Linked DNA regions of Mus musculus: all the other regions are linked to region 1. Evidence: chromatin contacts called from public promoter capture Hi-C data. All regions are on one chromosome and are shown on one strand. The core of a region is the stretch at or near the end of the contact, and the rest is flanking DNA. Distances in the headings are between cores, read along the strand shown.

Region 1 (3,115 bases), core at 436-2,935:
CAATAGCTCTTTTCACAGGAGAATAGTTCAAAGTCAGCCTGGCTTACATAGCAAAACCCCGTCTTTAAAAAAGTTAAGTTAGCCCATGTTTTCCTTTAATGAGTTTTCTTCTTTAAATTGTAGTGTATGCCGTAAAGTAGGAATTCAGTTTTATCTGCCTCCAAATGACTATCCAGTGTTTCCTACGTCCTTCATAGAAGGTCTACATACCTTCCCCAGTCAACTAAGATTTATACACAGTGTCATGCTGTGGCCGAGGCTTGTCTCAGAACTCATGATGTAATCTCCAATTAAAGGCTCAGCTGAACAGTTTGTTTCTCGTGTGTATTCAGTTAAAGACTTTATCCATGTTGTAGTCAATGTAATAAAACCAAAAGTCAAGACAATGAGTTAACAGGGGATTGTTCTGAAGCACACCTGCTGTAAAAAGCAACTGGGAACATTATTTCCAATACACCAGGATACATCTTTCAGTGGATCCACCTGGAGCAAGGAAAGGGCAAACCACACCTGCTTTACTGCTGTGCGGTGGAGAGAAGCCTGTGATCAAAGTCCCTCAAGTTAAACTATCTCACAAACTGATTTTGGAAGTGAAAACTGGGAAAATTCATTCACAACACTAGGCAAATTAATTAACACTTTAAAAGGTCTGTCTGTAATCTGGTTGGAATGTGTTGGGTTAAATTAAATCCATGCTCCTTGTTTTTTTCAGGGAATAGTGTAATTTTTTTTCTATATTAGTGATTATTCCCCAGAAATTATCAGTTCCGAGTCCTCAGCTGCAGGGATTTAAGTTGTCTGGAAATAACACCTTAGTGTAACTGTAGTTTTTGTTTGTTTTTATAGACAGAGGTTCACTCTCTAGCCCTGGCTGGGTCTCCTGAGTATTGGAATTATAGATGTGAACTACCACACCTAGACACCTGCAGTTTTGAAAGCTCCTTGGTAATTCCAAAGTGTACCCACGGTGTGTGCTTGAGCAGAGGCAGCAAGGTAGTCCAGGGCTGTGGAAGGCCTTTTAACTCCCGTGCTCTCAGTTCCAGCTCCGAATGCTGTGGATCGCCCTGGAGCCTGTGCTTTTGCTCAGGGTCACACGAGTCTGGTATTAACCAGAGAAAATGATTCTCACTGTGGCCTTTTCCTTTTGTGAGGGTGAAGGGGCGTGGAGCCCAGGCGTTCCCCACTCCACCGGTTTCTCAAATCTGATGCTGTAACCGCAGAGGTTAGACTATGCTCTAAACAAACCCAGTGAGCTCAGTAAACAAACCCAATAAGCAATTCATCCCATTCAACAGAGAAGGTGTGTGACCTCCAGGTGACCCGGGTCACTTTTAATCCTAGCATCGGGTCACTGTCAGGCAATTCTGCTTCCGACAGGCTCCGATTGGCGGCCCGGGAAGTCGCAGAACCTATGCTTACCTCGGGTCAGCCCCAAACAACCAGCCACTTTCCCTAACAAGGTAGCGCCTGGACATGGCCCGAATGACGTCACCCTATAGTCCCACCCACCGGAGGCACGGCCTGTCATTCCAACGCTCTCAGCCTTCGCCCGGGTTCCTGAGGACCAGGCGCAGACTCCAGTCTTCACTTCCTCCTTGGCTCCGCCCTTTTCGTGCCTGGGGGCGGGGAGAAGACCGGAGGGGGCGGTGCCGCGCGTGCGCGGAGAGGAGCGGAGGGGCTGGGGCAGAGGGCTGGTTTGAGTGACTGAAGGCAAGATGCAGGTGAGTGTGGCGAGCTCGGGACCCCAAGTCTGCGGTCGTTTGGCTTGGTGGGCTCGCGCCAGACCCGGAGCCGGGTCTACATGGATTAGTTACAGAACTCGGCGGACTGCGGGGAGGCCCGGCGCAGGCGCACTGCGAGAGGGCGGGTGCGGTCCCTCCGGCCTCCTGGGCTGGGCACTCCTGCTCCGGTGCGTCCTGCCCCGCAAATCTCTGTCCTTTGGTAGGCACCGGACTTTGGGCTCGTTCTCCTCCAGGCCTGATGAAGGCCCCGACCCTCCTGCCATCTAGAGCTGACTCTAGATGGTCCGTTGGGAGTGCTTTCTGGTTTCCAGATCTGAACTCTAGGCCTCACGACTATTGTTAATTTCTAATATGAAGAAAGGTGGAACTCCTTAGCAATTTTTTTTCCTTTTTTGAGCTGGAATTAGACAAAAGCCCAAAGAAAGTGTGTTAGAGAACCGCATCGGAATAGCCTTAGAAGAGCAAAAGTATGCGTCAGCCACTTTGTCGCCAACCTTCTATGTGGCTGTGTTTAAGGATTCTGAAGAGTCTGGATGGAGGGTAGATGGACCGTGTAGTTGTGGGCTCCGGCTTAAGAGACAGACCTTGGGGACTGGAGGGGGTGGTCATCTACACATTCAGCAAGCCGGCCACACCTACACCTGGGAGGCAAGAACAGGCTCAAGTAAAGGGATATACCTAGTATTTTGTGCTTACTAAACATTAGCCGTCAGGAGTGACTCTGGAGCAGGCCAGGCGTCTGCTATTCTCAGATTTATCCTTTAGACTCTAAAGCTTAGGGAAGTCTGTGGGTCTAGCCACAGTCTTCCTCTTCCCCAAGTCTACTGCAGGCTCTCAGGACAGACAGATGGTCAGTCAGCATGTCACAGCGTTTTTGCATTTTCAGGTCCCTCTGCCTGGAATGTAACTTCCTTTGGTCTCCAGGTTCCTCTCGTTGGGGAAGAGTTCTCAGGACTCAGATAAACCTTCTTTAATTAGTGCGTAGCTCTGACCTGTTGTTTAGAGAGGCCCAGCTTCAAGCAGACACCTTTCATGGTTTATGTAGGGTTAGCCAGTCGTCTCCTGGTGTTTTGGGGTTTTGTTTGTTTGTTTGTTTTTTCTGAAGCTGAAATGCGCAGGTTTCTGGTTAAGACAGTGTTTGCTGTATCGTTGCGTAGCTCTGACCTGTTGTTTAGAGAGGCCCAGCTTCAAGCAGACACCTTTCATGGTTTATGTAGGGTTAGCCAGTCGTCTCCTGGTGTTTTGGGGTTTTGTTTGTTTGTTTGTTTTTTCTGAAGCTGAAATGCGCAGGTTTCTGGTTAAGACAGTGTTTGCTGTATCGTTGGCGGTCACTTCTCAAGGAAGGGGAACTGGTGGATGTTCACCCCTTTGAG
Region 2 (3,115 bases), core at 293-2,792, 1.8 Mb after region 1:
GGGTGTGGGTCTCCAAGTCTGTGTTGGAAGGCTGCACAGAATGAATGATGTATGAACTGCTTGATTTCATCGTAACTCCCAAACTATTGTGAATTCTAACTCCCGGTAGTTGCTGCTACCCTCTGGGTGAAGTCTGAATGTTCCAAGTGAGGGCCTGAGTCTTTTCCACATATAACCTTCGTGCCCTCTGTGGTGGGGCCTCAGCAGGTTGGAGACGTGCATCACCCCAGTGGATGACAGTCAGCATCCTTTCCCAGAAACATCCACTCCCCAGCTTTGGATTCTGAACAACCAGACTACACAGTGGAAGTAAATAATGTCTGCATCCCTAAAGTACAACCAAAAAGCAAGGACATTACTCTCTAAAGTCAAGGCAGGGAGCCTAAGAAGGGAAACTGTATATCTTGGGACCTGCAAAGTATACTTTAGGCAGAGATATCTCTCAGGCATGGTACTCAATACCTTCTAGCTCGGTGAATACAGACATTTGGTGAAATCTACTTCTTTCAAGATTCTAACAAGCATTAATTAAACGGAACCTCTACCAACTGTTGGACAATTTGGAATCCAAACAGAGGCTGCCTCTCTGTTCCTTAGCTACATGGCTCAGCATGCTAACTCCTAATTCCAGCAACCCTTCAGTCTGGAAAAAAAGAGTAGACTTACTTCATCTGGACAGGGAACAATAGGAATTGTTTTCTCAGGTTCAGTGCCAATCAGATAGATACCTGCCACAAAGTCTTTTCCCACTGATCATTCAACTAATTGGTTCCGTCTGCCTGATGAAGAAATCCTACTGAAAGATTTTTCCGGCTGCTTATAACCAGGCCTATTGAACTAAACCTCGCCTTGAAAGAGGAGCCAGTGTGAATCAGGGTCCAAGACTAAGACTGTAAATTCTCTGGAAGCAGAAACTGCTTATGATGTCAGTGCTCCAGGGCATGTACCACACGCGGCAGGCATTCAGAAACTTCATGAATATTCATTAGTAATGAAACTTCATTAATAAACAGATGGATGGGAGAATAACTTCTTAAGCTTCTCATTCTACAGGGCAAAGGACTATTTGTGGACCAAACCAATACACACATGCACAGACATTATAGCAAAACAAAAACACATGCCATTTTGCCAAAGACAATTGTGTGCCGTTCACCTTAACTTCCAATCTCCAGCTTTAAGGCCTCCAGTGTAGACCCCTCCAGGGTCAAGGAGTCACACCTGAGGTCAGTGGTGAAAGGGCAAGAGGAGGCACCTCACAGCACACTTCAGACTCCGGGCTGGAGCTGTGTAAAATACCCGGGAACTTGAGGTAAGTGCAAGTCTGCAGAGACTTGGTGCTTTTCCCCAGCCCCGGTGCGGGCACTCACCAAGAAGCCTACAAGGTAGAGCCAGAGCAGGAAGCGGCGGGAGCTCACAGCACTAGACGGTGCTGTGGCTGTCACCGGGGTCTCCGAGGCTAGATCCTGCCTCGAAGCCCCGTGCCCCGGGACCCCCAGCGCCATTCCCAGGAGGGCTGGGGGTGCGGACAGCTTAGCCGACTGCAGACCACGCCCCCGCCGTGGCCACGCCCAGGATTGACCACGCCCATGGCGGAAGCGATCTGCGTGCGCCTGCGCAGATGGAAGGTCGCGCCGCTGGGTGGGTGTGACTACTGTTGTGGTGGTACCTACCGCGGGCGTCTTAATTCAAGATCGCAAGTTCTGTGACAAGTGACTGGTGCCATCTTTCCTCGCTCCCTGGTGGTGTAAGGCACGAAGGAATTGTGTCTTTTTGCTAGTACCAGGTTTTCTTCAGTGATAGCCGTTCTGGCTTTAAGGATCACAGACCCAGGGCCCTACTTCCTACTTGGCTCTACAGACCTGGAACGAGTTAAGGTGGCTGTGGAAGCTTTCGTATGCATTTGAAAAACAATGGGTAGTAATTTAGAGAGACTTCTAGATATCCAAGAAGTCTGTAAGCATTAGTCAGCACTTCGTAGCTCTACAAGGAAAACAGGCCAGAAATAGGCTGAGAGTTGGGCTTCAGGGAGTAACAGGAGCACACCATGAAAAGCATGAAGAATTGTAAATAATAAACGTACAATAGAGAGATACACAAAAGTTAGAGGACACGTGACATAAGGAAGTGTGAGCCTTGGTGTGCTTGTGGGATCTGCTTAAATCCAACGGAACTCAAACTTCAGGGCGATGCAGATGACAAAAACTTACTATAACCAAGACACTATTAATCAATCAGGGCCACAGAAAAGACAGGAGAGCTGAACTATGATCTCAAAGAGATACTGTATAGCATAGTTAAAGCAGGAAACCATAAAGAGAGGGGGAGCTGGGTGGGCTGTAACATTGTCAATCATATTTAAAGATAAGGGGTTGAGCAAGGGCGTTTCCATCAATCAGGATAGGAGTAGGTTCCTGGACATGGGAACATGAATTTTGTTTGACCCTGCCAGCCAAGATGGAAAAGTTAGTTGTCCCTGAGATATCTGGACTCAGACAACTGTTTCCTTACAGCAGAAGCTGTTCAGCTATAGCGAACTCCCCAGCTCCCTAGGGCCTGGGACCTTGACTTGACTTTCTCCTCGTGATTAAATGGAAAACGAAATGGTAGAATTTAGAATACATTCCTTTTGCTTGTTCCCAATGTGCTGACCAAAGAAGTAGAGTCTGTAGTGCCTTAGGCTTCAAGATGGGTGTGACCAAAACATCCAAACACAAAGATGTAGAATAAACAGGGTTTCAGTCATCTATAGCCTAGAGGTTTCATTCTGAGAGCAGTGGACAGAAACAAAGTAGATGTGTGATATTTAATAGTTAGTGAACTATTAACCATTGTCAGTAGCCCCACTTCAGTTGTGTGAGCCCATGTGCATGCAAGCACAAGCTCCTGTGTGTGTGTGTGTGTGTGTGTGTGTGTGTGTGTGTGTGTGTGTGTATCAGGTAAAATGCCTTGGCCTACAGAAATCTTTGGCTGTGGCTGCTTCCTTATGGGATCTGGAACAGAAGAAAACCAACACCTACTAACAGCATTTCTTAAGTTTTGTCACAGAAGAGACTAGAATTAATAGTTCAAAGTCTGACTTGATTCCCTGAAATTGAAGAGTCCCCTCTGCAGT
Region 3 (3,115 bases), core at 424-2,923, 1.6 Mb before region 1:
GATATACAAACCAATGTGAATGTCTGAAAGACTGTCCCACAAAGCACAGACAACTGTTCTTCTGAAAGTAGTTTTTTTTTTTAAAGTTGACTTAAGAAAATTCTTAATTCCTTTTTATTAACCTTGGTGATTAAAGAAAAGCAAATGTAAAGATTATCAAATAAGTAAGTATTTTGAGTCTGCTTTGAAATTTAATTTTATGAGTGTTTGCCTGCATGTACAAACATGCACTACATACAGACCTGGTGCCTATGGATGTCAAAGAGGCTACCAGGAGGAACTGGAGGATAGATGATTGTGCACCACCTTATGGCTGCTAGGACCAAATCCTGACCCTCTGTAAGAGCAACAAGTGCTCTTAACCACTGAGCCATCTATTTTCCAGCCCCCAGAGCCTAAGATTTTTAGGACATATCGTCAATGTTTGTATAAGCCTTCCTATGGATGAGAACCATGAATTGGATGTGTTAAAATAAAGACCTTTTAGTGTTAGTACTAAACTCTGTATATAAATGTTAATAGGGAGGGGCTGGCAAAGTGGCTAAGTAAAGAAAATGCTTGCTGTGCATGAGAGCTCCCAGTTCAGCACCCACATAAAGAGCTGGGCATGGTGGCAGAAGTCGTTTATCCCAGAATGGGAGTGGAGCCAAGCAGATCTGGTTAGGCTAGCCAATTAGGTCCACTGACATGCTATCTCAAGTAATAAGGTGGAGGGGCTGGAGAGATGAGTCAGCGGGCAAGAGGCCTTGCTCTTCTGAGGTCAAGGTCAGTAATGGGAAAACCATACTGAGTTCCCTCTGGAAGTTTCAACTTTTCTGGTTTTCCAAGAGTCATAAAATCTTAAGAAGTCTATTTTTGAGAAAGTTCTGAACCTTCTCCCCACTCCCCTTTCTCCTCACTATCCCCCACTGGAAGGTACGTTGTGATCATCTGAGTTCATACCCTACGTTTCTCTGAGCCCTTCTCATTCCTCGCCTGTTTCCCAAGGCAGCACATAGTATAAAGGCTTATGTTGAATTCCTCCCAGAATGCAATGCTATAGGTTTAAGATAGGTTAAAGATCGGCAGAGAGAAACTATGGCACACCATGAGATACTTCCATATTCTAGAAGCCAAGGAACCAAAACTCTCCACCACAGATCAAGTAGCCATGCGGCGCAGGCACAGGCCTTGGCAGCTGCCCTTAGAGTGGGAGTCTCTGGTGGCGCGTGCCAGCACTCAGGGATCGCTTCCTGAACAGAGCTGGCTGAAGGTTTACAAAATCCTTAGGTGGGTAGTAAGTTATCTCCCACTTAACACCAGTAAGAACTGGGGATGCGAGCTCAAGAGACCTGTCCAAAGTCAGGAGCGGACGCGCGACCTCTACCCTCGACGTGACCTCCCCTCGCAGGCCATCATGGAGCCAGTCTTGACTGAGCTCTGCCACCCAGATCCGCTACCTGGAGCACACAGGCAGACTGCAGCAGACATGCACCCAGATCCTCCTTCACGCCCGCACACGCGCCGCCCTCCGGCTTGTCCTCATAATACCGGGGCATGGCGGGGACCCACCGCCCTCACCACACTGGATCACGGCCCTCGGTCACCCCGCACGGCCCGGAAGGGCGTGGGACACGCCCACTGGCAAGCTACCGGCGAGGGTGGGAGAAAGTCTCAACAACTTCCGCCAGGAGTGCGACTCTTCAGGGTATGCGCACGCGTGGCGGAAGTGCGTGTCCGTAACGTAAATACAGAGCGCCGCAAGTGCGGGCTACGTAGCGGGAAGGGAAGTGGCCCCAGCGGCGGCTGGGCTCGGCTGCCCTGGGAAGGTGGCGGTAGTCCCGGGCCCAGGACGAGGCCTCGAGGGCCTTCAGGTGCGGCCTGCTCTGTGTGCGCAGGGTGGCGTTCGTGCCGTCGGCCGTTTCCACGGTTAGCTCGCGACCTGGCGTCTCAGCGGCTGGGCGAGGGACCGGCCGGCGCCCGGCAGCTCGAGTCCTAGGCCCGCCGTGGAGCTGCTGGGTAAAACCAAAGACAGCCGCTTACGTGGGAATCGCAGGATTAGAGCCGTTTTTCTATTCTAAGCAGGTCTGAAATTTTGCAAGGAGACACACACCCTGAAACCTTGTCGTTGCTTGTTCTTAAGTCAAATGTCACTGGGCCGTTTGTATTTTTAGTTGACAGAGGCTTGGGGTAATGGAGACCTGCTGGCGGGGCGGGGCGCCGCGCCGCGCCGCGGAGGGCAGGTAGGCTGGGCGGTGACCAGCAGTCATTTAGCTTCGGACTAGTTGGACTGGCCCCTTCGCGCTGTTATTCCTCCTACCCAGCCATCCTAGGAGTAAAACCATCAAGGAGTGTAATTTTTATTGTCACATTCTGAATAACCAGGGACTTGCTGGCCATCGCCGATGGACTTGTACAAATAAACTGTGTGTCTTACTTTTTCAGTAACCTTGCTTTTAGATTAAACTTTTTGTTTGTTTTAAATCTTGGTCATTACAAACACGGAATTTTGAACCAGTGTTCGGTCATTGTCCCGTGTTAATGAGGACGTCATTGCACACCCCCTTGTGCTGCTTTTTCCTTGGCCTCCATTATCAGTAGTGAGCTACTGCAGCTGTCAAAGGCTTGATTGAGGTGAAGGTTGGGAAACCATCGACTGAAGTTAAGTGCTTGTTTCAGGTGATACAGGAGTTTGTGGTACTGCCTTGATGGCATTACCCTTGGCCAGCCCCTAGACAAGCCCCAGAACCAACTCTATAGCTTCTGGCCCCTAATCCTTTCTGAAGGTGGCAAGAGAAAACGTCATAGCGCTGACGAGGAGTTCTAGTAGCCAAATAATTACATTTAAGATTACATCTAAGAGAAATGTTCTCATTCCATCTAGGAAGATGCTACCAAGTACTTCCTTGAGTTCTTCGATGCACGGGAATGGAGTATTAAATTCCAGGGATGCAGCAAGGCACACGGCTGGAGCAAAACGCTACAAGTACCTCAGAAGGCTCTTTCGATTTCGGCAGATGGACTTTGAGTTTGCTGCATGGCAGATGCTCTACCTGTTTACCTCTCCTCAGAGGGTTTATAGAAACTTTCACTACCGGAAGCAAACAAAGGACCAGTGGGCCAGAGATGACCCTGC
Region 4 (3,115 bases), core at 238-2,737, 1.5 Mb after region 1:
TTGAGTGTGTATTCCATGATTGTGCTGAATGAAGACCTCTAAAAATGAAATTCTCTCCAATCTCATCCCTGGGAATAGTTGCTTCCTCATGCCTGCTGCTCCATCCATGGAAAATGACTAAAGAGAATTATTATTTGTTCCCGAGATTCTTCTGATAAGTCTAAACTATTTGCATGTAATTGAGCTGGGCAGCATGGCACACTTGGGAGGCAGAGGCAGGTGGATCTCTGTGAGTTTGAGGCCAGCCTGCTCTACAGAGTTAGTTCCAGGACACCAGAGCTACAAAAAGAAAACCTGTCCTAACAACAACAGCAACAGCTGCAGCAGCAACAACAACAACAAAGAAAAAGAAGAGGAGGAGGAGGAAAGGAAAGAAGGAAGAAGGAAGAAGAAAGGGAAGAAATAATAGATTTTTCTGTAATGAACACACATATGCTTTGATGCTTTTGCTAAACTCAAAATATTAGTTTTATTTTACTGTTTTGAAAGGTTCAAAGCATGATCCATGTAAAAATGTCTTCTGTGGGGCTTTCTCCCATTTCTACTTTTGTTCCCCTCATTTCTTCAAAGTGCTTGTCCAGGCAGAGCTGACCTTATTTGCTTACCAGTTACAGGTAAACAAAGCGTTTCCTCGTGTTGCCTCTTGTAGCCATCTCTGTATTAGATTAGGAAGGGAAGGAGCCGTCCTACTGTCCAGTTTGTGAGTTCTGGTAGAAAGAGTGTTGAAGTTTGTTAAATGCTTGTTTTCCATGTATCAAAATGTTATGCCTTTCCTATTTATTATTGTATGACAAATTATTTTTCACTGGGCAAAAATAATTGTGCCATTGACTCCTTGTGTGTTTTCTTCATGTGTGTTTGAAGAGTTCTAGCTTATTAAAAAAAAAAATCTAGAAATACTGTTTGGCCTTCGTTTCTTTTGAACAGTTTAAAATCTCACTATAACTTCCCAATTGTGGCTTTCCACCCATCCAGGAGGCTGGGCATCCTGCGCTGGCTGGCACTATGTTGGCTCTGCGAGCCTGGCAGTCTCAAGGACTCTCCTCCCGCAGTGCAGGAGTCCTGGGTTCTCAGCGCCCTCTGCCTGAAGGGTGTGGCGCGCACAGGGCACACAGGTGGTTCTTGTGGTTGAGTAGACAGGCTGCAGGTTCCGGGAAGCCAAAGGCGGTGGCTGTGCCTCCCTGGAGGTCTGGCGGAGGAGTCAGCTGAGATCCAGGCAGGAGAACTCCAGGGGCTCTATCGCCTCAGCGGTGGGGTGTCGGGGTTAGTTCTGGGAACTGTGGAGCTCTTAGGTGAGCAGGGACATGCAGAGAAACCCTGCCAGGAGTACAGGTCTTCCCAGAACTGAAAGCTTGAGCGCTCCTGGGTGGAGCAGCCTGTAGCGCCCTAGGCTTCAGTCCCCCAGCTCTTAGGAGCTCCTCCCATCCCAGGCGGTGCCCACCTGAAACCTTAGCTTTTCCTTTCTTCTTCTTATTCTGATCTTCCTCTCCCAGCCCTCCACCTCCCTACCCCCGGTCGTTGGCTTCTTCTTCTTCTTCTTCTTTTTTTTTTTTCCTGCGATAATTCTCTGGTTTGCCAAATCTCTCTAATCAAGCTCCTGGCCTTGCCTCACTGTGCCTTCCCTCCCTGTCTGTTGTCACAGTTGTGGACCAGGAGGTATTTAGTCTCACTTGCTGGGCGAATCCTGCTTCACAGATGTAAGTGAAGGAGAAGCCACTGCCCAGGCCTGTGTGTGGGCCACCTCTCTGAAGGTAAGGGCAGACTCTGATGTCCAGTCCTCACTGTCTTCTGCTGTCTGGAGCAAGGAGAGGAACCACCCACAACGATCCTGAAAACAAGGTCAATTGTGAGTGGTGTGTATGTGTGTGTGTGTGTGTGTGTGTGTGTGTGTGTGTGTGTATAACTAGTGAGTACAAATGTATATGTTCTTTGTAGAGAGGTATGAACAGCTAAAACACAGCAACAGTTGATTTGTTCAGCTCTTACCCTCTGCTGACAATACACACAGGTGTGCTGTATTTTAGTTGCTTAATCCTCTTAGGAGACAAATGAAACAGGCAATATCAGGTTTAATAAATGGTGTGAGGGGAGAAATATTCAGAAATTTATCTAAGAACATCTTCAGTTATCGCATCAGTGAATGACCCATTTATGCAGATTTGGGGAATAGTTCACTCTCCCTCATGAGTACATGCATGTACATATGTGTGCACTGATGCATGCACAAGCGCCCACACACATGCATGTACACTCACACTCTTGTGCACACACTCGTGAGTCACACACACAAACACACACACACACACACACACACACACACACACACACACACACACACTGCAGTCACAAGAATATCTGCCTTAGGCACACATTATGGAAAAGCAGAGAGCCTTCTCCTGGGTACCTCACCAGGAAGTGGAGGTTGGTCCAGGAGCCCTGGAAGTGCTGTGTGTTAGGGTTGGCCTGAACTGGCAAGCTTCCTGACAATGCCAAACATCGTGTCATATTGCAAGGACGATAGGGTCCCAGAGGAGGGGGAGGGGGGGAAAGGGAACATGGTCTTCATGTCCGGATCCATGTTTGTGAAGGCACATTTTGGAAAATGGAGATAATAGCAGCAGGCATTTTTACGCTAAGTGTCGTGAGGTAGCAATGACTCTCCTTTCCTTACAGATGGAAAGTCAAATGTGCACACCTTTTTTTTTTTCTTAAAGCAGAAGTGCAAGGGTGTATTCAAGATCATTTTTGTTGGTTGTACCAGACTGATTCGCCTTTCTGCAGATGAAGTAAAACACCCATTGGAGACTGTAGCAAAAGGGACTGCGTGTTTAAAAAGAGTCATGGAGAGCCCAGCTCAGTGGCGGTCCCAGCGAGGAAAAGAAAAACCTCATTGGGTGTCATAATTCACCAAAGCAGTGTGAGGGATACATCAGGGTCATGTTTTGTTAAGCAATGACTGTCCCTGAGGTGACATGTTTACCTGTGAGTCACTGAAACTCAACTGTCACAAGCTTAGTTGTTTCCCACTCTCCCAGCCTTAGAAACTGAGTGTGTATGGACGTGAGTGTGTGTGTGTGTGTGTGTGTGTGTTTACCTGGAAGCTTTAAGGAGCTTA
Region 5 (3,115 bases), core at 462-2,961, 1.3 Mb after region 1:
AAGCTTGCTTGGCTCAAGCCATAGCTTGTACAAGACCTCCAGATCCCAAACTTTTTTTTTAAATCTTCTCTCTCTTCTATCCTCTTTATCTTCTGATCTCCTGGTTCTCTCTCTCTCTCTCTCTCTCTCTCTCTCTCTCTCTCTCTCCCTCTCTCCCTCTCTCCCTCTCTCTCTCTCTCTCTCTCTCTCTCTCTCCCCTGTTACTGAAGAAGGGCTTGCTGGTCTAGGCCCTAACCCCCACTCTCTGTGTCTCAGGGGAACACAGCAGCCATGAGCTCAGTAGCACACACCGACTTGCCCTGCCTTTGTGTATTATTAGATCTACTCTTTCCCCATGCAACTCCCCCGCCCCCATGCCTTCACCCTGCCATTCCTCTTCAGCTCTATGTGCACCTGGTTTGAAAACCTGTGCTGTTCCCTTAGTGCTTTGCGCTTTAGGCTGTCTTTAGTGGTAAGGGTACCAATTCCGGGGTGAGGAGGAATTAGTGTGAGATTATATTTTTCCTGATTTAAACATTGTAATATCTTTTAATTTTGCCTATAATAATGGCAGCCATTGTATTGTCGTTCCCAGGCCCCATGTGATCTAGCCACACCTACTTCCATACTTCAGTTTACCCAGCTCTCCCCTCTGCTGTGTGGCAATCACTCTCCCTTCATTTCAGTTTTTTTTTTTGGAGTGTCCCAAACTCGGTCCTTCAGAGACTTTGTACTGACGGTTCATTCTGTAGGGATGTAAATGGCTGTTGCAGAAGATCAGACTTTGGTCCCCAGAACCCATATCAGGTAACTCACAAACACCTGTAATTCCAGCTCCAAGGGAGCCGACACCCTCTTCTGGACCCTATGGTCACCTGCAGTCACATGCACATAGCCAGTGCAGATGCACACACATAATTAAACATAGTAAAAATAAAACGTAAAAAGTAGAAAGAGAGAGCTCTTGCCCCAGACATCTACCTGTTGGGCTCCAGGCCACTGCTCAGGAGAAAGGCTGTGCCTTATCATATTCTTTCCACCTGTCTCCTAACTGTATTTCATATCTTATGTGCTTCCTAATAGTTGAATATCTCTTTTAAAAAAATGTTATTTACCAGAAAATCATGGTGGCAAGCTGTTGAAGGGCTCATGTCTCTAAGCTGTCTTCCCAACACTCAGTGTGCCATCGGACACATTCGGATGCCTTTAATATTTGGCAAGAACATGGGGCATCAGAATCCTTCTCTAGAGAATGGTGTCATGGAATAATCAGTCAGAGGTTTGCCAACGCAGACGAGGGCACACCTACCTAATGATCCAGGAGCTTCTCTCAGACGTGTAAGAGACATTGCCAGGATTGTCGCGGCAACATTATGTATAATAATTAGCAAAACGTAAAAAAAATGGGACAACCAAAATGGCTAAGGGAGAGAGACACGTCGGTTGCTCATGCTCACAGGATGGGGCAAGCCTTTATTGAGAAGGACCACACCTCAAATGTTTAAATCCCGCAAGTATAATGCTTTTATTAAAAAGTAAGTTATGTAAGTGCACAGTATAGTAAATTTTATACAGTGACTAGGAAATCTTATGTAAGAATATCTTACATTGCTTAAGGAATTTCCTGCTTCTCCCTCTCTGCTCTCCACCCCCACACACCACTCAGACACACACAAAGGGAGGGGGAGGGGAGAGAATAAGCACCAAGCTGAAGACTGGGAGTTTGGGTTTGGGCGGACAGAGACCGGAAGCTGGGAGATGATGGCTTCTGATGTTTGTTGCTTACGCGACACAGCTTGTTTGGAATTATGTGGCCCTTGACAACTGCGTGGCACACACTTCAAGATACAAAAGTGAGAAGAAGAGGGGGGTCACCAGAGGAGACTGAAGTCAGTAAGTTTCTACCAAAGCTGGGTTTCTTCTGGCCACTCCAAACAAAGCTGAAATTGTCCTTCAGACCTCTGTGAGTACAGTCTCAGTTCCTTCCGTAGTTCTCTGGGAGGTTCTGCGTGCACACACGTGATAGTTTTGTGTTTTTATTTTTAAAACTTCAATCAGTTTTGTCTTAATTTTATATATTACTGGGGTTTGGTGCGCACTAATTGAACCCAGCTTCTTTTCACCGGCTTCATCCACCCACCCCTGTAATCTCTCTTCTACATCTTAGCTTCCTGTTTGTTTAATTTCCGTATAGGTAGGACGTTTCTTCTGTTTCTCATTCCGCTTAACGTCGTGGTTTTTGTTTTTGTTTTCCCTGAAAACTCACTATCCCCATATCTGTTCTGTATCCAGAACTAATGATTGATTCCTCATGCATCAGCAGACTTACTCAACACAGAGATCATCCCAGAATTGTAAGGCAGAGTGCTTCTGCCAAGGGACAGTACTCGGACAGACACGTGTACATCTTAACTTTGTGAACCTGGGACAGCTAGTCAGACTGACGCTGTGGTTGTTTTCAAAGTCTTACAGTTTCTAATCCACAAAGACTCCGAGGGATGCCCACTAAGAAGCTGTTGGTCTGACAGCGTTTGCCGCCACTGCTCTTCTCAGTGCCTAGTGGGGTCTCCAGTGTCTCTGGCGCAGGAAGACAGGTCCGAGCAAGCATTACTTTATGGCAAGTTTAGACTGACTGTATCGGTGCTCAACCTGTCGGGAGTCTGCTTTACCTAAGATCTGGCACGAGGACGGGGCTGGGGTGGGGTTAATGCCTTTTCTCAGAAGCGCTTCCACCTCTGGAATAGTCCATTTTAGGACAGTGCTGGGTGTGTAAGAACCGCTCAGATAGTGTTTGGAAAGGATATAATAATTTTTAGCGATGATCTGGAGCATATTTAAGCCGACATTCCTGATAGATGAACGTGCTGGCCTGGGATCAGGAAAAAAAGACTGAACGATTTTCGAAGGACGGATTATTTCTGTCCTGCTCCACTTGGGGAAGGTGAGTCTGTTCCGCCCGCGGCGGAGAAGCGATGCCCAAGGTGCAGAGTGCGGTGACCAACCAGGATTCGGTCCCCAGAGTGGTTCCCGCTCTGCTCCACGAGACCCAGCGCTCTGAGACCCCATAGGCAGGTGGAGCAAGCCCGGGGCAGCCGGAGCGGAGGGAGTTAGCGATCAATAGTCACTGGGGCGGCTA
Region 6 (3,115 bases), core at 221-2,720, 1.3 Mb after region 1:
AATAGGCAGTAAGACAAGGCACGCAGATGGGGACTACCACAGTATACACCTGTCCAGACAGCCTTGAGACTTGGTCTGTCTGCATCATGATGAGAGCTGTGCAGCAGAGTCGCCTGGAAGCTTTGAAAAACCCCGACACCAGGCAGCCCTCAGTGACTATGACATGGCAATTCTGGCTTCTAAGGGGGTCAAATCTTCTGTGGATGTGAGTTAGAAGTACTCAAGGCTGTGAGAACAGCCTCTGGAATACAGACCCATGGGACAGGGCTAGGGCAGGGTTAGGGATAAGGCACCAGTTCCTTGCCAGACTTAAGCCTGCCTTTCGGAGGCAAAGGAGCAGTCCAAACCTTTGGAAATGAGTGAGGACCTTCTGCCCTGCTAGGCCACAGGTGGCATCTATGATATACCATTGATGCTGCCCCTTTAAGCTTTCTACCATCTCAGAGTTTCCCCCGGGGTTACTTCAACCTTGGGTTTCTAGGCTGCATACGCGAATAAGGCAGGAAATTCAAGGCCTGTCCACGCTGGAAGGCATGCAGGAAATGGCCATGTGCTCTATCTAGAGGTATTAAGCAATCACTGTTTCTTTGCAGTTGTATTGCAGGGTGGTGCATTATATGTGGAAGAAGCTGGGGGGTGAGGGTAGGGAGCACGGAATGGTTGGTGCTATTTCCAGGACCACAATGTCCTCCTTGCACCCTGTCCTAAAATTTGGCTATTCTTGATTTTTTTTTTCATGTGCTTTCTGAGAACTCTGGAATTCTCCTTTGCAGAGCAAATCCTACAATTAATTGGGATATGATAAGGGGACCTGTTTTTCAGCCTGGTGGACAGCAGTAAAGCAACCAAGTAAAAAGCCTATGAACTATCAACTCTTCACCAGAGCTCTTTAACTCCTCCTACCTATAAAGGCTGCGGGCCTTTATACCAAAAGAGGAAATCAAGGTATTGCAAACTTAATGACTCGGCTAAGTGCTCAAAGCCAGTTCGAGGCACACAGTACTGGGCTCCAGTTGTGCTGAGCACAGAACTGTGTTTTCCTCAGGATCTGATACCCCATGGGTCACCAGCTCGGTTCTTGTTAGGTGGCACAATCTGGTTGCGATGTAGACGTGAGTTGACCCATCTAATTTTGGTTTGGGTGGGAACACAGAGGCTGCTCAGAGGAGCCAAGCCATCTGGGAATCAGAGCCATTCTTCCTGGAATCTGGGACATCTGGCAAGGATGCAGGGATTTTGGAATGCCCCCAAGGAGATGCAGTGACCCTCCAAATGCCCCCAAGGAGATGCAGAGACCCTCCATTGCCTCCACCCCCGGAGGGATACAGAGACCCTGGAATGTTCTGCGTGGATGTAGATATTCTGGGATGTGGGGCAGAAACTCCACAACCCAACCTATCCGGCTCCCAGGGCGGGGCATTGGCACTGGGCCAGCTAGCTCCGAGCCCGAGGCTGAGGACGCTGGCCTGCAGTCTCCGCCCGCTGCACGCCCCCGCGGGCGGCTCAGAGTGGGAGCAGCGTGCTGCTCAGAAGGTCTTAGCTGGTGCGGGGTTCCAGGAGCCGCCTGGGAGCGCGGCGCCCACCTAGAAGGGCGGGAGCCCAGCTGGTGCCCGCCTGCCCCAGAGCGGAAGGAATGTGACCCCCGAGCGAGCGCGGAGCAGCCCTTGAGCGGCTCCCAGGGCTCCGGTTGCTCCCGGCCTGAACGGGTTTAGTTCGGAGCTGCTGGATTGTTGAACATCGCCACTGGGGCACCCGGGCACGCCCAGGTAGGAGAAAACTAGAGAGTTCCTGAAATAGGGTCGCAAGGCCTCAGAGCTGCCTTGACCCAGACAAATGCCTTTCTTAAGTTACTCCCAGTAGCCAGCAGGTCAGCGTTCTCTGTGGATGTAGGATAAAGGTAGTGACAGTTTAGTCCTCCCCCTTTCTGGTGTGTGTGTGTGTGTGTGTGTGTGTGTGTGTTGGGAACTTGCCCAACTCTTTAAGTTTGCTCTAGGTAGATGAGTCTCCCTTGAGTAAATTGCTCCCAGGCCTTGAAATTGGGCCAAATGCAACTAACTTGTTCAGGAGTGTCCCTCTTAGAGGTTTGGGCTCAGAAGAGAGGTCTTAATGAGGCAAGAAGTGGATTCCTTAATGCCCCTGATGAGATGTCTCCTCTCTCCAGACAGGTCGATACTGGGGAATGTAGATGCATTATTTACAAAACCACACAGCACTTGGCTGTTTATAGGGCCCCTTATTCTTACCGCCCTTTCTCCTCCCAGAAGTCCTGTAGGTGAGATGCCAAGGTCACCTTGCTTTATATCAGAAGCTTAGCGGCTATCTTTTCTGAGGATTGGCACCCTCTGAGCTTCAGATCCCCTTGGGGAGACCGGGTGAGTGAGAGCGGCTGCCAGGGAAGGCAGGTAGACTCATCTTCCCACCAGGCTAGCTCTCTGTACTGCTTCCGATGTTCACCAGCTGGGAGCATCCCATCTTTCTGACCCCAAGGAACAGCCTAGGAACTGAGACAACAGAATCTAATCAGTTGGGCTACTTGGGCCATGATAAAGAAGAGATGAAGTCTATCTGTCATTGGAATTGGTGCCCGAGTCATCCTCACTTAATAGTAGTCTTCTGGGTGGTGGATATCCCACATGGAATCCCATGGCTGTGAGCTCCAGGAGCTGGTGCTGGTGACAAGTACTACCTCTTCCCCCTCTTAACTTACCAAGCAGCTGCTGGCATCCTTTTCTATTTTGATCTCTTCTAATTTCTTAATATCCTACCCATTATCTAATTTAATTATATATACACACATCTTAAACTAGCTTCTGACCTAAGTGGAAACATCGTGGGCTGGCTCCCATTCTGGTGCATAGTATTTACTTGCCAGTAGGCTCAGTCTTGGGTGGCCATTTGTTCTAAATTCTCACACAGCCTTGGCTCTGCTGAAGCCCCATGCTGTGATGTGGCAGGAGAGTGCTCTTCCTACTCCCGAGGCTTGTAACATGTAACATCTTCCGCTGAATCTCCATCCCAGTGAGACCGCTTAGCATTAGCTTTCCTCATTCTACCAAACCAATAGTCACTGAACGCGACTATGTCCCAGGCACTGGGGGAAGTATGAGGGAAAGTG
Region 7 (3,115 bases), core at 236-2,735, 1.1 Mb after region 1:
AACAATGACTGCTTCTCCTGTATCCCTCCATCTCCATTCATGGGCCCAGCAGCAATAGAATGTTCAGTTCAACTTCCCCACCAGTGCATGGGAAATGACCAAGATCCTTTGAGGTTCAAGATGCCTGTTACCCAAGATGCTTGTTGCAAATGCTGAGGTAGAGACTCCTCCTCAATTAGACCCAATGTGGTTCTGGCTCAGAAACCAGAAGCCACCCATGGAAAACCTGTGGCAAGGTACTTTTAAGTGACATGCAGCCCAGAGAGTGGAGGAAGGTGACTGGAAGACAGTATGTGTGAGCCACCAACATCATGCATGCATGCCCAGTTTGAGGGGGTGGTCTGAACTCTGAATACTTTGACACATTGTCTTTACCATTCATTTGTCTTTAGCAGATACAAATTCTGCGATATTGATGGAAGAAAATATGGTCATCAAATACCTAGGATAAAATTCACAGTGAGACAATATGTGGTGGAGAATTCTAAGCCCTACTCTGGTCAGCTGGGCAACAGAAGGACTCTTTGTCATACAAACAATTCTTTCTCATAAGTACTTCACAAATTAAGGACAGGGAGAGAAAACATGGGCTTCAGACTCCTTTTGGGGAGGTAAGATGAAGGCGGGGGTGGGGGGCAGGGGATGAGATTTGCATTTGTTCTTATTCCTACATCATTCTGGAGGTCGGAGGTCTGCATGGGCCTCAGTGGGCTAGAATGAATTGTAGTCCATACAGGGTCCCTGGAGCCACAAGGGCAGCATCCATGTCTTGGGTTTTTGTCCAGCCTCTGGCTCTCTGGCTCATGGACTGCAGCACTACACACACCATCCTCTTCCTCCTTTGGCTGTCTTACCACTTTTTCCTGAAGCACCAAACCCGAGCCTGTCTCCGGACCTGGAAATCCTTAACTTACATTAGCAGTCACTTTCTCTACATTAAGCAGCATGTTCCCAGCTTCCAAAGACTCAGACAAAAAGTTAAAAACAAAACCAACCAAACAAACAAACAAACAAAAAGCCAAACAAAGGCCCCCCTAAAACAAGCCCATCCATTTAATCCTCCTCCTAGTCAAGAAGAGTTCCTTGGGGGTGGGAGTGGGGATCTTGTGTCCCACTCATTTAAAACCCTCCTTTTCTCTTTAATGGGACCATGGTTGGGTTTTAAGCAGCATCCAGCAGATGGGGTGAAATCTTGCCTGTGAAACTGTTTACAACTTCTTCATGTACAGCCAGCATCACTTTAAAATGTGTTCTTGGCTGGAAGCATGCCATTCTAGCGACACACACACACACACACACACACACACACACACACTCAAATAAGGAAACTCAGAGTTTCCTAGGCCACTTCCCCATATGGCAAGGATGTACGCACAAAGCACCATGAGCAGGGTGCTCCCCGTGAGCAGGGAAAAGGTGTGTCCACCACCACCCAATTAGAGTGAGTGACACAGGCCAGTTAGGAAACCACAAGCAGGAGCCTATAAATCCCTGAGGGGGCTGCTGGGACATCACAGAAGGTGAAAGTCTGGCCCAGCAGCCTTCCCCAGTCAGGCAAGAAGCAGCAAGGTACAAGAATACACAGCTCCAGGTAAGAAGGTGGGAAAGAGGCAGGGGGAGACACCAGGAAGCCAGTCACCAGTCAGACACCAGTCTGAACATCAGGTCTGCTTTTAGTGGGTCCTCAGGCAACCCTCTATGAGTCTCCTAGCTTCCTCTGGGTGAGCGGTCTCCTCACCTGTGTGGAGGTCACTTTATTCCTTGATTGTTTTCTACTTCGTTTTCTCTGTTAGAAAAAAAGGGAGGGGGGGGACTACATCAGAGAGCTGCTATTGAATGTCCACAGATCCAGGTAGCAGGGGACAGACAAGCATCTAGAATTCACCTGGAGGAAGGGAGTGGGCTGGGTTCTTACCTTGGGAGGCTGAGCATCTGGGACAGAGCGCAGAGCACGTTGAAAGGCTTTGGGGACTTTCCTAGGGTGATTTTTTTTTTTTAAATGTACCTGATGCCTCTCAGAAACCATAGCTTCCAGGCAGACTGGGCAGCACTCTAAGACCTGCCTGGCACACACAGTTATTAGATAAATGAATGTACTGGTTTTTTTCCCTCCTCTGCTTCTTAAAGTCTCTTCTCTTCAGTCCCCTACTCTATTTTGAAGCCCATTTTTTCCCTTCTGAGCCCTAGCTTATATGTCTCTGACCTCAGCCTCCTTACACAGGGTGATCTTGGCCAGAGCTTCTCTCTGGGTTTCCTACTGTGTAAATAGAGGCAAAAGACTGGCCTGTCCTTCCCAGTCCCTGCTTGCAGTGGGATGTTGCTGGCTTCCGTCCGTGTTCCATATCGGCTTCCATCAACCTCACCCTCCTCTAGCTCTGCCTTACCTGGAGGCTTGCTCTCCGGGATCAGCATCTTGTTCCTACAGGCATAAGTGCAGAAGAATGTCTTCCCCGAGGCCTCTCTGAGCCTCGCCTGCCTCAATGCATTCTTTTCCTTTTCTTAGCTGGTAGTGCTGCGGGGATGGACCCTCCCTCGTGTGCTGCAGGTTGTCCTGGGCTTCCCCAAGCCATTCTCATTCCCAGCTCACCCTCAAATCCTACTGTTTTGACAGCGAGAATGGAGCGATCACGTGACCACGTCCGACTTTTTGACAGTGAGACCGGGGAGATCACGTGATCACGTCCCTCCTCCCATACCCCAGGATAGCAGCGCCAGCCTCTAGGGACAGCAGAAGCGGCAGAAGCGGGTGCTTTTTCAAGGAACTTCCGACTACTCTGTTTATCAGGTCTTCCAACTTGGCCTTTACCATATCTGCCTACGACACGCATTGCTTGGCCCACGCAGATTTTTTTTTTTTTTTTTTCAGATTCAGTAGATGTGGGTGTGTGCCCAAGGACTCGATCACACGCTGGAACTGCTTGTATGGGAAGAGCCCTTTTGGAGGACTATTTTCTTAGGAGATTAGATGAGGCTCATGCTCATTAGAGAGCCCAGGACGGAGGGAGTTATCTGTGGACAAGGAACTTGTGAGATCATTGCTTCTTGCATCTCCCGGGAGTCTTGTAAACACGCAGGTGACTTTTATTCCTGAGAGTTGATGTCTGGGCATCTGCTT

The links. Promoter capture Hi-C pulls out the DNA fragments that hold promoters and counts their contacts.
Region 2: a contact with region 1 is called in a promoter capture Hi-C map of pre-B cells. The contact joins the promoter of Mfsd9 here to the promoter of Pdcl3 in region 1. A contact is called at or near these places in 2 of 39 promoter capture datasets (liver and pre-B cells), 1 of 484 Hi-C or Micro-C datasets (muscle stem cells) and 1 of 9 other capture datasets (liver).
Region 3: a contact with region 1 is called in a promoter capture Hi-C map of liver, with 6 times the contacts expected there. The contact joins the promoter of Coa5 here to the promoter of Pdcl3 in region 1. A contact is called at or near these places in 2 of 39 promoter capture datasets (liver and pre-B cells).
Region 4: a promoter capture Hi-C map of pre-B cells shows a contact between it and region 1, with 4 times the contacts expected there. The contact joins the promoter of Il18r1 here to the promoter of Pdcl3 in region 1.
Region 5: a promoter capture Hi-C map of pre-B cells shows a contact between it and region 1, with 2.7 times the contacts expected there. The contact joins the promoter of Il1rl2 here to the promoter of Pdcl3 in region 1. A contact is called at or near these places in 2 of 39 promoter capture datasets (liver and pre-B cells).
Region 6: a contact with region 1 is called in a promoter capture Hi-C map of pre-B cells, with 3 times the contacts expected there. The contact joins the promoter of Il1r1 here to the promoter of Pdcl3 in region 1. A contact is called at or near these places in 1 of 39 promoter capture datasets (pre-B cells) and 1 of 9 other capture datasets (liver).
Region 7: a contact with region 1 is called in a promoter capture Hi-C map of the C10 cell line, with 4 times the contacts expected there. The contact joins the promoter of Il1r2 here to the promoter of Pdcl3 in region 1. A contact is called at or near these places in 2 of 39 promoter capture datasets (the C10 cell line and pre-B cells) and 1 of 9 other capture datasets (liver).

The regions. Positions count from the first base shown.
Region 1 is chr1:38,986,129-38,989,243 of GRCm38.p6, forward strand. Pdcl3 (phosducin-like 3) reads left to right here and starts at 1,686. Exons shown (of 6, transcript NM_026850.4): 1 at 1,686-1,721. The coding sequence starts at 1,716.
Region 2 is chr1:40,789,115-40,792,229 of GRCm38.p6, forward strand. It overlaps Mfsd9 (major facilitator superfamily domain containing 9), which reads right to left and starts at 1,543. Exons shown (of 6, transcript NM_172499.2): 1 at 1,371-1,543. The coding sequence starts at 1,505.
Region 3 is chr1:37,428,430-37,431,544 of GRCm38.p6, forward strand. Coa5 (cytochrome C oxidase assembly factor 5) reads right to left here and starts at 1,674. Exons shown (of 3, transcript NM_198006.4): 1 at 1,440-1,674. The coding sequence starts at 1,538. It overlaps Unc50 (unc-50 homolog), which reads left to right and starts at 1,710. Exons shown (of 6, transcript NM_026123.4): 1 at 1,710-2,064; 2 at 2,864-3,115. The coding sequence starts at 2,868.
Region 4 is chr1:40,464,519-40,467,633 of GRCm38.p6, forward strand. Il18r1 (interleukin 18 receptor 1) reads left to right here and starts at 1,488. Exons shown (of 11, transcript NM_008365.2): 1 at 1,488-1,839. Il1rl1 (interleukin 1 receptor-like 1) reads left to right here. Exons shown (of 11, transcript NM_001025602.3): 11 at 1-897.
Region 5 is chr1:40,322,878-40,325,992 of GRCm38.p6, forward strand. Il1rl2 (interleukin 1 receptor-like 2) reads left to right here and starts at 1,712. Exons shown (of 11, transcript NM_001356478.1): 1 at 1,712-1,872.
Region 6 is chr1:40,265,116-40,268,230 of GRCm38.p6, forward strand. It overlaps Il1r1 (interleukin 1 receptor, type I), which reads left to right and starts at 1,471. Exons shown (of 11, transcript NM_001123382.1): 1 at 1,471-1,766.
Region 7 is chr1:40,083,229-40,086,343 of GRCm38.p6, forward strand. Il1r2 (interleukin 1 receptor, type II) reads left to right here and starts at 1,486. Exons shown (of 9, transcript NM_010555.5): 1 at 1,486-1,591. It overlaps Gm16894 (predicted gene, 16894), which reads right to left and starts at 2,623. Exons shown (of 4, transcript NR_037980.1): 1 at 2,385-2,623; 2 at 1,916-2,059; 3 at 1,739-1,786.